Regions from separate parts of the Mus musculus genome. Here regions 1 and 2 are each linked to region 3. Evidence: chromatin contacts called from public Hi-C and HiChIP or PLAC-seq data. All regions are on one chromosome and are shown on one strand. The core of a region is the stretch at or near the end of the contact, and the rest is flanking DNA. Distances in the headings are between cores, read along the strand shown. Region 1 has its middle 74 kb from the start of Gm31529. Region 2 has its middle 21 kb from the start of Gm31529. Region 3 holds the start of Pstpip1 (proline-serine-threonine phosphatase-interacting protein 1).

Region 1 (4,438 bases), core at 772-3,271, 420 kb after region 3:
TCAACAAGGGAACTTGTGCATCTGGAAAGAATACTCCAGACGTTCCTCTGGCGTGGCAGTATCTGTTTATGTTGGCTGATTTTATAGCAAGTGTGCTTGGGATGTTTCCTGTTTGTCTCTTGGAACTGTATGAAAAGCTGGGCATGGCAGGATAGGCTTAGCATCCCAACACTCAGGAGGCTGAAGCAGCCTGATCTCCATAGTGAGTTCCAGGCCAGCTAGCACTACAGAGTGAGACCCTGTCTCAAGATAGAAAAGATCTGGGTGAAGGCTACAGGATGAGCCAAGCACGGGGCAGCAACTAAACACCTGGGGAAAGGCTGGAGACTACAAAAAGATTATCAGCTGTGGTCATGCCCCGAGGGGTTTCCCACTCTGAAGACTTGACCCACAGTTAAAGGGGGCCAAGATTAATCATGCCTTAATCTTCACTCTCAACCAAAGGATCGTTCCTGAAGATCTCGTCTATTAAGGCAGTGAGGATTGCTGCAGGGTATGCAGTAATGAGCTGCAGGTATTTAATGAGAGACAAGTGCGGTTGCTGCAAGGGTCTAGTACTCAGTGCCTCATCACAAAACCAAGAGGGCTGGTTTGCTGGGGAAAAGGAGCCCCCGTTGAGTCCATGGGTTGCGAGGGTGGAGAGGAAGTTCCCTTTTGAGATTCAGTGTTGCCAGGAAACACAAGATCATCTGGGAAAGACCTTTGTTTTTGTTTTAATTAGGTAAAGATTTTACATGCAGGGAGCAAGTAGCTGACTCCAGAGGAGGAAAAGTTGGAAGAAAAAAAAAAAGTCAATGTGAAGGAATAAAGACATTTATTTGATGGAGGTAGGGATGCTTCGGCCTCTTTCCCAGCCCCTGCCTCACCTGAAAGTAACTGCCTGGTCCAAAAAAAAAAAAAAAAAAAAAAATCCACCTACATAGGGGCAACACTCCCTTCTGGTCCTTGTCAGCTTCCGAGTGTCCCTCTGTCCTGTGTCAGCACCTAGTAGTCTGAGTTCAGCAGGAAAGGCCGGATGCAGGCCTGGCCCTGGCCCTTCTCTCCTAGCTTGACAGGAGGAGGCCTTGACCTGCCTACAGGATGCGGGTTCACATCCTGCACCTCATCATGGAATCCGGCTTCGCCTGCTGCTCTGGTTTCTTCTTACAATCCCAAGAGACAGGAGCCCTGCAGGGCAGGGAAAGGACCCAAGGCCAGACTTCCAAGCAGAACGCTTTTGGGATGCCTGAGCCTCAGCCTGTCTGTCTTTCAGGGGTGGGGAGGGAAGGGCCCCCCACTCTTTCCCAATGTCCCAGTCTTAAACTCGTGCAGTCCAAAACAAGCCAGTTCATTGTGTTCTTGGATATAAATATTGATTCTGGTTGATGTTAACATTCTGTTCATAAAAGAATGTAACATATTTCTCTCACACCATATTAGACTGATGTGTTGTTTGGCCAAGAGAAGTAGAGATTTCTGGCTTCTGCAGAAAATGTGGACATTTAAATGCATGCAGCTTTCAGAAGTCTGGAGAGCAGACTCAGAATAGCAACGAGGGCTTTTGGCTGGCTTCAGCCCTGTCCTCCTCCATCCTTGGCTTGTCACTTTGGCGTTCCTAATCTCTTGTAATTAGGAAGCTGCTTGGCTGTCCACATCTGCTTTCATCAGGAAGGCCTATAAGGTCAGCGCTGAACATTTTTAATTTTCTTCCCTTGAGAAAAAGATCTGGGAGGTCTCCCATTTTTCTTCCCCTCTCCACGTGGGAGGGGAGGGTAAAGGCTTCAGACCAGAGGGTGGTCCATCCAAGCATTCCAACCTGGGCCAGACAAGCCCAAGAATAGGATGTGCTGGCCGCCTTGGCAAGGCAAATTCCCCACATTCCACAAGCGCTCTTCACGGGAAATCTAACTCATGAGAAAGTGGAATTCATGATGTGTATGCGTGTGCATTCGGGTGCCAGCACGTCTCACACAGACAGATCCCCGGCTCTCTGGTATTTCGTAAGAGTGGTAGAGCCCATTTCCAGATGTGGGAAGCCAGACTGGGTCGCTGTGCTGTCAGAGGAAGCAGCGCCCTCTGCTGTCCAGATCAGACAGCACCGCGGTGGAGGGAAAGGACCCGAGGGGTCTGGAAAGCAAGTTCCTGGTTAAAACCTTGGCTCACCGTGGCATGCTGGAGGCCTTGCACCTCCTTTTTCTTCCCACTGCGAGCCTGCAAGAGGCTGGCTGCCCTCGGACTAGCTGGTTCTTTTGATGTTCTGTAGCTGCGAGCCAGCCAAAAATGAGGATTTGCTATAAAACTCCAGCCTCCCGCAGCATCTGCTGAGCTAGTTCCGAGGTGAGAGGCAGTGGCGCTGACTTCTGCATGAGAACCTAGCCAGCAATCCCAAGCCAGGCGAGACAATAGGGGCAGCGTGCCCACGAGGAGGCCTCTGGCCGAGAGGCAGCCCTGTGGCCTCATTGTGCCCTTGGAAGGCGCTGGCAGAGGCCTGGCTGCCTCCGAGGCTTCCAGCAGAGTGGAAGCTGCCATGGCTCAGCTCAGGCATACTGGCATCTCCACCTCCAGGAGCTGGCAACACAGACAGAGGGAGGCCCCGCCCTCTGCCCTGTTTCCTGCCAAGAAGAAGGCTCTGCAGCACTGCCAGAGTCGATTCGCCGGGTTGAGGGAGGGGAAACGACAGAGAGCGAGAGAAGGAGAGAAGGGGAGAAGGAGAGAGGAAAGAGGTAGAAAATGGGAGAAAAGGAAGGGCGTAGGGAGGAAGAGAGGGAGGAGGGAGAGAGAAGGAGGGAGATAAAGAGGAAGAAGAGAGGGAGAGGAGGAGAAAGGAAGGGAAACGGTGAAGGAAAAGAAATGAGGAAGAAAGAGGGGAGGGAGAGAAGTGTGTGTGTGTGTGTGTGTGTGTGTGTGCGCGCGCGCGCGCGCGCGCGCGCTGCCCAAGCTCCCAAGCCAGGTGCAGAAAGCTACTGAAGCAAACTTATTGGACAACCTTTCAGTTTTGCAAGAGAAAAATAGAAGGCATAAGACAATCAGTTTCTGTTTTGAGGGGAAGATTTTTATTTGTTTATTTTTGGCAAACTGAGCTCCTCTCTGCTGGGAGGACTGAAAACCCAAACCACCAAACAGCCCCTAACAACAATGCCCTTCTCTCTCTCTCTGGGACCAATTTCCAGACAGCACAGCGGTCCTGACAAGGTCAACAAGCCGAAGCTGGGAGCGCAAGATCTTTATCTACGTGGGAAATAAGAAAATCATTTGACTGATAAAAGGAAATACAATAAATAGCATCTAAATTCCTGGCTGCATTCCCCCGAGCCCCTCCTCTGCAAGAGAAAGTGCCAGGGCAGGAATACAACTGCCACTACAGCAGGTTTAAAAATAGCACACTGCACACAGCCCTTCCTACCTTCCAGAAAGACTTCATTACCGGGTCCTCAGCCCTGAGCCTGCAGAGCCGCTGCCGGGGCTTTCTTACCCCTGCTCTGGATTTTTCTTCTTTGGAAGCATGAAGGCAGCGGGTGTGATACATTTCCCTCCCGCTCAGCTAGTTTCAGTCCTAGCACGTCTGGCGCACACGGCGAAAGTCCATTGTATTTAATGGGGTGTTAACTCTGTTTATTCTCTAGGACTTGTACGGTAATTTTACACTCTGCAAAACTAGCAACTTGAACCTGAAGTGCTTTTCCCTCCTCCTCATGCCACTCCAGTGGGCCTTTGGCTCCAGGTCCCTTCACAAGCTTAGCGTTTCCCCAACTGAGATAGCCAAGCATGGTGCAAGCTGCTTCCTGCAGCTGTTAACTCTGCTGGGGCCTGAGACAGGTCTGCATTTCTTACAGACTTAGTTTGTGCCATCTGTTAAATGGGTATTTGAATCTGCCTTGTGTACCTAGAAAAGCTGTTGGCACTGGTTCTCTGGTTCTCAGCTGGTCGCTTTTGTATCTCCTTGGAAAACTGTTAATGTACATGACCGAATGATCCCTGTTAGCCTAAATCTCCGAGTCTCTATCAAGTTAAAGGACCCAAGGCCATGAAAGCAATTACCACCTTACAGATTCATAATATAAACTCAGGTCTTTTTTATCTTTCAAACACTAATTCAAAAAATGTAAGGAGCATCATCACTTGGGAGGCTGAGGCAGGAGGATCAAGAGTTTGAGGTCAACTTTGGTTACATAGTGAGACAATATCTCAAAACAAACAAAAAATATTTTAGGTAGCTTGGTACCTGGGATGCAGCTGGTGGATCCGGACTATTTTCCATGTATTCCTCTCTTTTTAAAAGAGAGAGAGAGAGAGAGAGAGAGAGAGAGAGAGAGAGAGAGAGAGAGAGAGAGAGATAGGCTAGGGAGATGGCTCAGTGGTTAAGAGCACTGACTGCTCTTCCAGAGGACCTAGGTCCAATTCCCAGCACCCACATGGCAGCTCACAGGTGTCTGTAACTCCAATATCTGATACCCTCACA
Region 2 (4,164 bases), core at 1,006-3,505, 470 kb after region 3:
TTGCACCAACTGTGCTTCAGGAGTCCTGGTCCTGTCCCTCACTAGCCTGTGATGTGAGGACACTTTTGCCCTCTGTAAGAAGCCCATTCATCTTGTTCCCTAAGGATGACTGGCTTCCCAGGGAGAATGCTTGATTGACACTCCTCCAGTTTCTAGATTTTGTCTTCTCTGCATCCACTAATTTCTCTGCCTTTACATGGAAGCTGGCTCAGGATATTGGGCTCTGGGTCCTTCAGGCCTGACTGTGGCCCATGTTCTTTATGCAGCCGATAGGTGAGGTAGCCTGTATCCACATGAAGTCCATGACAGACACTTCCTACTCCCTCCACTGGCTCCTGCAGAAGCCCTTACAGAGCTGGCCACACAGGGAACAGGGCTTCTTGTTACAGGTGCAGTGAATAGATTCAGAGGTTGACTAGAAGAGAGCCCAGGTCCCTCCCACACTCCCCACCTCTTGCAGATGAGACCAGCTTATCTGAGCCTCAGGGCTGAGGGGAGATGCTCTGTGCTCCCCCACCCTATCTTTGCAGCAGGTCTCTTCTCTGCTGTTTTAGATCCTTGTCTTGGGTCTGTTCAAGCTTAGTGGGCTCTGGCTGGGTGTGATGGGGCACTCCTTTTATACCATCACTTGGAAGGCAGAGGGAAGCAAATCTCTAGAGAGTTCAGGGTAGCAGGCCTATGTAGTGAGACTCCATTTGAAAGAGAGAGAGAGAGAGAGAGAGAGGGAGAGAGAGAGAGAGAGAGAGAGAGAGAGAGAGAGAGAGAGAGAAAGAAAGAAAGAAAGAAAGAAAGAAAGAAAGAAAGGAGGAAAGGAGGAAGGAAGGAAGGAAGGAAGGAAGGAAGGAAGGAAGGAAGGAAGGAAGGAAGGAAGGGAGGGAGGGAGGGAGGGAGGGAGGGAGGCAGGCAGGCAGGCAGGGAGGGAGGGAGGAAGGAAGGAAGGAAGGAAGGAAGGAAGGAAGGAAGGAAGGAAGGAAGATTGGTAGTTTGATGAAGGAGCAGAGGGTTGGATAGGCATATTTGCTAGTGTCTGGGAGGCATGACCTGGTCCATCTGCTGGGCCAGGAGAAGACAGGAGGAGCTGGCATCTTGGAGGCCTCCAGAACTCTGGCTCAGAGTTTTGTCAGTCTCTTAGGCTCAGTGGTTTTTTTCCCCCCTAGGAAAGAATGGCATTGTCTACCCAGCCAGCTAAAACTAGTTATAGTTGTTTCTGGTGGTCTTCTGCTTCGAAGTAGTGAGATTCCATCATACTTTATGAAGAGGGCATTGTCCACTGAGCACCTATGGTATCCTAGCCCCTGGGCTGGAGGCCTTGTGCATCTCACCTTCCAGCAAACCTCACCTCCCAGCAATCTTATGATTCCCTGAGAGAGGACACAGACTCAGGATAGCTGAACATTTTCTCCAAGGTCATACAGCAAAAGACCCACCTGACTGGGATGCACATCTAAGCTTGCCTAGTTCAAACAGAAGCCCTGCAAGGCCTGGCTCCATGCTGACCGTATTCATAAGGGGTACCATCAGTAGGATGTCACTTGAGGAGGAAGGCGCCAGGAGCCTCTTGTGACCTTAGGGAGGAAGAGTAAAGTATTAGTATTCCTGGTCTCTCCTCTGTGGCCCAAGGTCAGGAGACATCATTGTTCCTCATTTAGAAGCAGGCATGGGGCCTTGGGATGGAGAGGATTATGTAGATAATCCAGCCTGATTAGCAGACCTGGTGGAACTTCATTTGGATGCCTGAGGAGCTGCTGCGGGCTTCCGGCTGCCAGTGCAGTCAATGAATGCTCTGCTCCCTGACCCAGGGTGACAAGGGTCTGCAGCCCCCGGAGGAGGACCACATTTAAGTGGAGAAGCATGCAGGGGTAGGAGATGCAGAAGGCCAGGTCCATTCATAAGCCCTGGAAGAGATGGGAGAGGACCCCCCCCCCCAGATACTATGTACCCCAGGAGGGCCCGGCAGAACTGTCTGACTGCACCTCATCTTAGAGAGCTTCAGTCCTGTTGTAAGAAGCAGGATATGGTTAGAGTTGGGGAGACCCCAAGGCACCTCAGGAGAGGGGGACTGCTCTTGTCCAAGACACCCTGAAGGGCAAGATTTTAGCCTTGGTAGATCCTGGGCTCAGTGGGAAAGGCTTTCAGTGCCTGAAGAACAAGGTCTCTCTGGGGTCATAAATTCCAGGGGCCTGGTGAGCAGGCCCACAAAGCTGTTGTGACAGCAGTGGTTAAATTAAGTGCCCTTGCAGAGCAGGGCAGGGCAGGCTTGCACAGTGGGATTTACGGCCTCCCTGCCCCATTTGCTGCCAATCAGCCTAGCTCTCCCGAGCCTGTCCTGTGAGGGAGACCCATGCTCCTTTCTCCAGGAGCTGCTGCTCACCCTCAGGGAGCCAGCAAGGGCTGCCTAGCCTGGGCTATAAGGATGGTAGTGCCTCTGTGACTGGGAGCCATACTACTGCCCTCTGAGCCTCCAGAAGAGGGGGGGGGGAGATGAGGGAGGGGGGAAGAAAGGGAGGCCTGAGGCCATTCTATCTGAGGTCTATTCTTTTGTACTTTACCATCTTTCCACCTTTGCTCACATGTCCCCTCCTCTGCAGGGGCTACCCCTGCTGACACTACCTTTTCTGATCCTCTTCATCTACCAAGCCCCAAAGGGAGCTGCATCCTGTTGTTTCTCTCTGGGTGCCACTAGCTGTGGGGCCCTGGGATTTCCCTTCAGTTGGAAGAGGCTGGCCTGGGATGAACATAGACATGGGGCCATTTTGCTCTGCAAGATCGTCAAATCTGTAAATTGAGACATCAGCCCCACCCATTTCCCAGTTACCTCACCCGCATGCTCTCCCTGGTTCACTATGGCCCTCCGTTTTGTGTGAGGGGATGAGGGCACCTAGGACAGAGTGCCCTATTGATGTGTCCTGGCTGAGTCACCCTGGCTTCTGGAGGCAATGGGAGGTTGCAAAGGGGGTTGTGTCTACATCAGAGATCATAGACAACGAGGGTTTTATGGACAAAGACAAGGATAGGTGAGTTCTGCAACTAAAGCCTTGGGTTACAAACGCATATATGTGTATGTACACCGTGTGTATGTATGTGCGTATAGTGTGCTGTGTGGGTGCTAAATGTATATTGTGCAAATGTGAGTGTGTGTATGTACCTGTGTGCATTTGTGTATAAGCATGATTGTCTAATGTATGTGTATACATACATATTATACATGTACAGATGACCACGTGACCTGTATAGCCCTGCGCATGGTGAATGCTGAGAATATCCCCAGAGCACACGCTATTGGGGTGACCCTCTAGCTTCCTGTCCAAGATCTTGCACAAACATCTCAGGAAACCTTTTTGAAAGGCCCTGGTCTCCGTGCCCCTAAAGGCAACAGGGAGTGAGAGGTGAGGAAGAACGTGGGAAGGAAATGACCAACACCTGCAGTCAAGAAGACTCTCCAGAGAGGCTGTTCACTCCTAACTCAAAATGGAATTGGTCCCAGGCTCATCTCAGCCTATCCTGGAGCTGTCTGTCCTTCAAGTGACAGTCCATCTGCTCCAGCCCCTCTGACATCCATGCCTCTGCTTGCTGTCTGCTTCACTGGAAAGATGATGGCTGGGAGTCAGGCAAGCAGTGAGATCACAGTTCCCCCTCCTGCCATTCTGCCTCGCCTGCCCTGGTGTGCCAGCTGCCTCCATTCTGGGAGCATGACTGGGTCTGGTCTACAAAGCACAGTGGCCACCGCTCTTGTGACTTTGCTTGACCCAGTTTTTAGGGTTTCCCCTGGGCTTTAAAGCCTCATTTCCCACTTGTTTCCCCAGGACAGGATAGAGGACATGTAGATTAAGGGGTGATCCAATGGGGGAACTCCCTATCTAATTTGGTCCCAAGGCTCAGGACAGTAGAGCTGGGCAGATGCAGGGAGAAAGGAGCCAATCAGACAGAGGACAGCAGACGAGCAGCACCCTAAAGCAGTGGAGAGGGAGCCAGGACTGCTGCTGGAGGCAGGGCCAAGTCAGCAGTGCTGGACATCAAAGCCCTAGGTATGTTCCCAAGATACTGGTTCCCTCCCATGGAGAAACAGATGTCCCTTTGATAATGAGAAGAAAGGAAGTTGTACAGGCGTGGGTGGGAGGGGCAAGGGGGATGGATCTTCTTCTTGTGGTCACCGAGGAACCAGAG
Region 3 (4,282 bases), core at 542-3,041:
TGGTAGCACCATCCAGGCCTCTAACCGTCCTTGCAACTCTCTCCCCACCCCCTCTTCATTTACCTCCTTCTCATCACAACACTGTCTTCTGGTTCCACTCAATAAGGAGAGATCTTTCTGGAACTTGCCTGTAATTCCATTAGGGTAGAAACCAGATCTGCCTCCTCTCCTGGCAGACCTGTCACCAGCATTCTTTGTGGCTCTAAGCTGAGGAGGGGGGGGTCTCATGGTCACTGTAACTTTCTCCAGCATCTATGACAGCCCCAAGGGTCTGCTGTGATGGTGATGATGCTGAAGTACCATCTATTCTTAGCCAATGAGATACCAGGGAAGATCTCCCAAGAGGCTGACGAACAGGACTTTGGAGAAGACAACTTGGGTTTTCCCTTTCTTCTTTTGATGTGGCTGCATCTGGAGGTGTAGACTCTGGGGGTGGGGTGGGGGCTGGACTCACCCAGCAGACTGAAGGGAAGAGATTCCTGGAGAGGTCAGCAGGGACCCCAGCTTGGGCTTTTCCTGTCAGTTAAAACAAGGCTCCTGGTAACAAAGGACTCTGGTCTGCTTTCTGATTTCAAGGTTTCATCCCATTTTACAGATGGAGATGTTGAGTTGGCCAATCTGTAACAATAAAAGTAGCTTCAGCAGAGGGCCTGTAGGGTTAAGGTAACTTACACCACGTGGTTATGAGTGACTGGTGTTCTTCTAAAGGATCAGAGTTCGATTCCTAGCACCTACATTAGGCAGCTCCAAAGGATTGGATGCCCTCCTCTAGCCTCTACAGGCATCTGTACATACCTAGCACACACACATATCACGCAAATAAAAATTAGAAATGAATCTCTTTTTAAAAGATGCTCATTAGCTCAAGCCCCGGGATTCTAGAGAGAAGGGCTTCCAGCAGCAGGCCTGCTGTGCTTCTTCTTGGGGGTGTTTAGGGAAGCCTGGGTGTGCCTCTCTTTAAGCCCTGGCACGTGTAACCCACACTTGGGAACTCAGCTGTCTGATCAACCCAGTTGGTCCTAAGGTAAGCCTCGGTAAGGGTGGTGATTTGTGGACAGTCTCTGACTCATTCTTTTCACCAGCCCACCCCGGGCTCAGGACTCCAGAGGCCTCTTCTGCTGAGTGGGCAAACCCTGTCTGGAAAGGGTTCCCCAGGACCTGCTTGCCCTACAAAGAGAAATTCCAGAGGCATTCTTGATACGAAACACTTTCCCAGAGACTGGAAGTGACAGATGGGGAGGCTGAGGCTCTGAGTTAGGTCAATCAAGGTCCGTCCACTAGTGAAGGGCAGAATCCAAACTAAACAAAAGCTGAGCCTGAGTCTCCAGACTCCTGTCTCCCTCTATCACAGTTATGAACTGAAGATGGAATGGGTGAAGATTTGCACGGGGTCAAGGACCCGTGCCTCATCACACTGAGGTCCCTTAGCTAGTTACCTTCTCAAAACAAGTCTCCACTCTCATAGCCCCGGGACCAGGACCGCAATTGAGTCCGCCCCGTGCTGTGAGCAACTTGAGGGTAGGACCTAGTCTAGGGCATGAACTGCTAAAGTTGGAATGAATGGTGGACGTCCTTTTCCGGGGTGAGACCCTAAGAACCTAACCTCTTGGGGCCGGCGAGAGTAACAGTCATGAGATTCCTAACTTGTTAGTTCTAAAGCTAAACTGGGCCAGGACTTGAGCAGGCAGCAGGGTGGCAGGTGGCAGGCGGGGCTGGGGCTGTGCAGGAGAAACTCAGCAGCTCAACTTCCTGTGGGTTAGAGCCCTGCGCCTGCCCTGGGGGAGGTTGCACAAACCTTCCTGTGCCGGCCTCAGGCTGCCTGCCTGCCTGCCTGGCCTGTGCACATCCTTCCTCTCTCCCAGCCTCTGCCTGCCACCTGGGCTGCCTGCCCTGGGCCTCAGCCTGCGTCCTCCTCCATCAGTGGGGCTGGCGAGAGCCTAGGCTGGAAATCGTGGCCCACCCTTCCATCACTGGGCAGGGCTCCTTCCTCATTTCGCTGCTGATTCTAGCCCCAAACAAAACAGGTTGAGCCTTTTTCCTCCTCCGGCAGTTGCCTCTGGCTTGTGGCTGCCTTCTGAGCGTTTCAGACGGCGCCGGCTGGGAGTGGGAGGGAGGGCCTGGGCTAGCCGCGCTGGGACTGGGACGTGCTCCTGGCTCCTGGCCCATGTTCAGCCCTGCTTGAAGCAGGAGTGCTAGCATTTGACACAACAGACGCCCTTGGAGGATGATGGCCCAGCTGCAGTTCCGAGATGCCTTCTGGGTGAGTGGAGTCGACTGGGGGCGGTGAGCTTGCCGAACAGGTCCAGCCAGGCAGGAATCACCTTGGAGACTGACATAGGGGTACAGTTTCCCCATAAAAATTGTGCCTTGACTTTGGTCTTAATTATCATGGAGGTGGCCTGGGCCACAGTCTCTACTGACATGAAAGGCAAAAGAGGGGCCCTGGCTAAGATAATGAATTTCTCTCACAGACATCACCCCCACAGCCAGAGGGATGGCCTCAGGCTGTTTCTCCTCAGGGGCATGCTGCCCCAGCGGCAGAGCTCACCAGGACAGCCTAATGGAGGATTTGAGGAGGATACATAGGGAGGAGTGTACAAGGGAGAAGTCAGCAGCCCAGACACCAGACCAACTTTAGTTTGGTTCGGGTCTCAGCTTTGTAAGGGCTGGGTCGGTTGCTGTTTCTCTCTGGGCCTCAGTTTCTACATCTGTATAATGGAGATAAGTACAGATATTTGACAACTGAAGGTGATCCAATGCAGTAAAGCCCTGGTGCCTTGCCAGAGTTAAAACTCTTTCACCCAGTCTCTGATCTCTGCATACCTCAGGTTCATGAACAAGGCAGCTGGGCTAGGCAACTTCCTGCCTGCTGTTTCAAATTCAGGGCAGGTGTAAAACAAATCTTTTTGCCGGTGAGATGAGGAAACCTAGCCAGGAGGGCAGTAGAGGCCACAGCGCTTGCCCAGCTCTCCTGCTTTTCCACTTTTCCCTCAGCTTCCCCTAGTCTCCTCCACCCCTGACTGTCCCTTGGAGACACAAGGCTGAGACCTTTTGGTTAAAGCTGGGGATGTCTTTCTCCTGAGGATAACTCTCCAACACCACAGGGGACTCTCAGGACCTTTTACTCACCCAGGGCCCACTCCTAAGGTCAAAGCCAGGAGGATGAGGGTTAGTAAGCCACCTTCCTTCCTCTCTGCCAGCTTTGCTTGGGGTCTGTGCTAAAGTATGAGTGGCCTTCCTCCCTTGAAACTGACTTCACAGAGGACAGAGGGCCTTGCCTGGAGAGGGCACCTTGTACCTGTCTGGGCCTCAGTTTTCCTGTGTTTACAGAGAAGAGTGTAGGACCAGTCCAGAGCTGCAGATGAAAGCAGCTGCTTTGGCCATCTCATTCACCGGGGTGCTCATTGCTCAAGGTGAATCCAATCGCTGCTCTGACTTAGAAACCTGCAACCCAGGAAGGCCAGAAACCCTGGTCCATTTTATCCCTAGTGTCTCAATCCCAATCCCAAATGTCTGGCCTCAACTTCCCCAGATCAAAGCCAAGAAAAGCAGCAGCCCAGTGGCAGGGACCAGGCAAAAGGATGACATATAAGACATCAGGGCGTGGTGGCAGCAGTAGGACCCAGCTTCCCCGGGGCTGCTTCCTAGGTAATGTCTCGCCATGCCCTGTACTGGCTACACCTCTGGACTGCTGCTGGCATCCTGGGCTTCTCTTCACAGTGGCTCCCAGGGCCTTGGTTAGGAGAAGCTTCCCAGGGAAGGCAGAGCAGAGACAAGGAGGAAGTGGACAGTGGGACCCATTCAACTGCCTTTGAATCCTGCAGCCTGGCAGTAAATAGTCTTAGGCCTAGAGCGGTGGCAAATGCCTGCAATCTCAGCTTAGGCAGAGAGAAGAGAGCCAAAGTAAGTTGAAATAAAGCAGGCCTTGTCTGCATGGTAAGAGCTTGTCTCAAGTGACAGGGAGAGGCAGTGGGTGTAGTTATGGAGAAAGGAAGAAAAGGAAAGGATATCCAGTCTTTTCTTTTTTAATGAAATTTTATTTATTTTTATTTTATGTATTTGGGTATTTTGCCTGCATGTGTCTGTGCACTGTGTGCATGCAATGCCTGTGGAGGCCAGAAGAGGGCGTCATATCCTCTAGAACTGTAGGTACAGATGGTGGTGAGCCACCACGTTATGGGAGGAATTAAACCCAGGTCCTCTGGAAGAGCAGCTAATGTTCTTAACTGTTAAGCCATCTCTCTAGCCCCAACATCTAGTTTTTAAATAGTAGAAGGAAACC

The links. Hi-C and Micro-C count contacts between places; a contact is called where the count stands out from the background. HiChIP or PLAC-seq counts read pairs in DNA pulled down with a chosen protein or histone mark.
Region 1: an H3K4me3 HiChIP or PLAC-seq map of bone marrow-derived macrophages shows a contact between it and region 3, with 5 times the contacts expected there. The contact joins the enhancer-like site here to the promoter of Pstpip1 in region 3. A contact is called at or near these places in 2 of 39 promoter capture datasets (the C10 cell line and pre-B cells), 1 of 15 datasets of contacts at CTCF or cohesin (large pre-B cells), 4 of 484 Hi-C or Micro-C datasets (CD4 T cells, Th1 cells, bone marrow-derived macrophages and 1 more), 11 of 115 datasets of contacts at active chromatin or transcription factors (the 230-238 cell line, the NIH/3T3 cell line, astrocytes and 7 more) and 2 of 9 other capture datasets (liver and macrophages).
Region 2: a contact with region 3 is called in a Hi-C map of the N1E-115 cell line, with 5 times the contacts expected there. The contact joins the enhancer-like site here to the promoter of Pstpip1 in region 3. A contact is called at or near these places in 7 of 39 promoter capture datasets (the 3T3-L1 cell line, 3T3-L1-derived adipocytes, the C10 cell line and 4 more), 1 of 15 datasets of contacts at CTCF or cohesin (embryonic stem cells), 11 of 484 Hi-C or Micro-C datasets (B cells, the Ba/F3 cell line, the G1E-ER4 cell line and 7 more), 11 of 115 datasets of contacts at active chromatin or transcription factors (the NIH/3T3 cell line, T-cell acute lymphoblastic leukemia, bone marrow-derived macrophages and 4 more) and 3 of 9 other capture datasets (embryonic stem cells, liver and macrophages).

The regions. Positions count from the first base shown.
Region 1 is chr9:56,504,105-56,508,542 of GRCm38.p6, forward strand. No RefSeq gene overlaps it. Among named protein-coding and RNA genes, the nearest start is that of Gm31529, 74 kb to the right of the region's middle. Within about 2 kb of position 2,022, at least 268 of the 459 cell types and tissues checked have an H3K27ac peak or open chromatin away from gene starts, as enhancers often do. A contact at or near this core is called in the NIH/3T3 cell line, Th1 cells, astrocytes and 10 more, where this site is marked.
Region 2 is chr9:56,557,571-56,561,734 of GRCm38.p6, forward strand. No RefSeq gene overlaps it. Among named protein-coding and RNA genes, the nearest start is that of Gm31529, 21 kb to the right of the region's middle. Within about 2 kb of position 2,256, at least 16 of the 459 cell types and tissues checked have an H3K27ac peak or open chromatin away from gene starts, as enhancers often do. A contact at or near this core is called in the N1E-115 cell line, where this site is marked.
Region 3 is chr9:56,088,185-56,092,466 of GRCm38.p6, forward strand. Pstpip1 (proline-serine-threonine phosphatase-interacting protein 1) reads left to right here and starts at 1,792. Exons shown (of 15, transcript NM_011193.3): 1 at 1,792-2,260. The coding sequence starts at 2,225.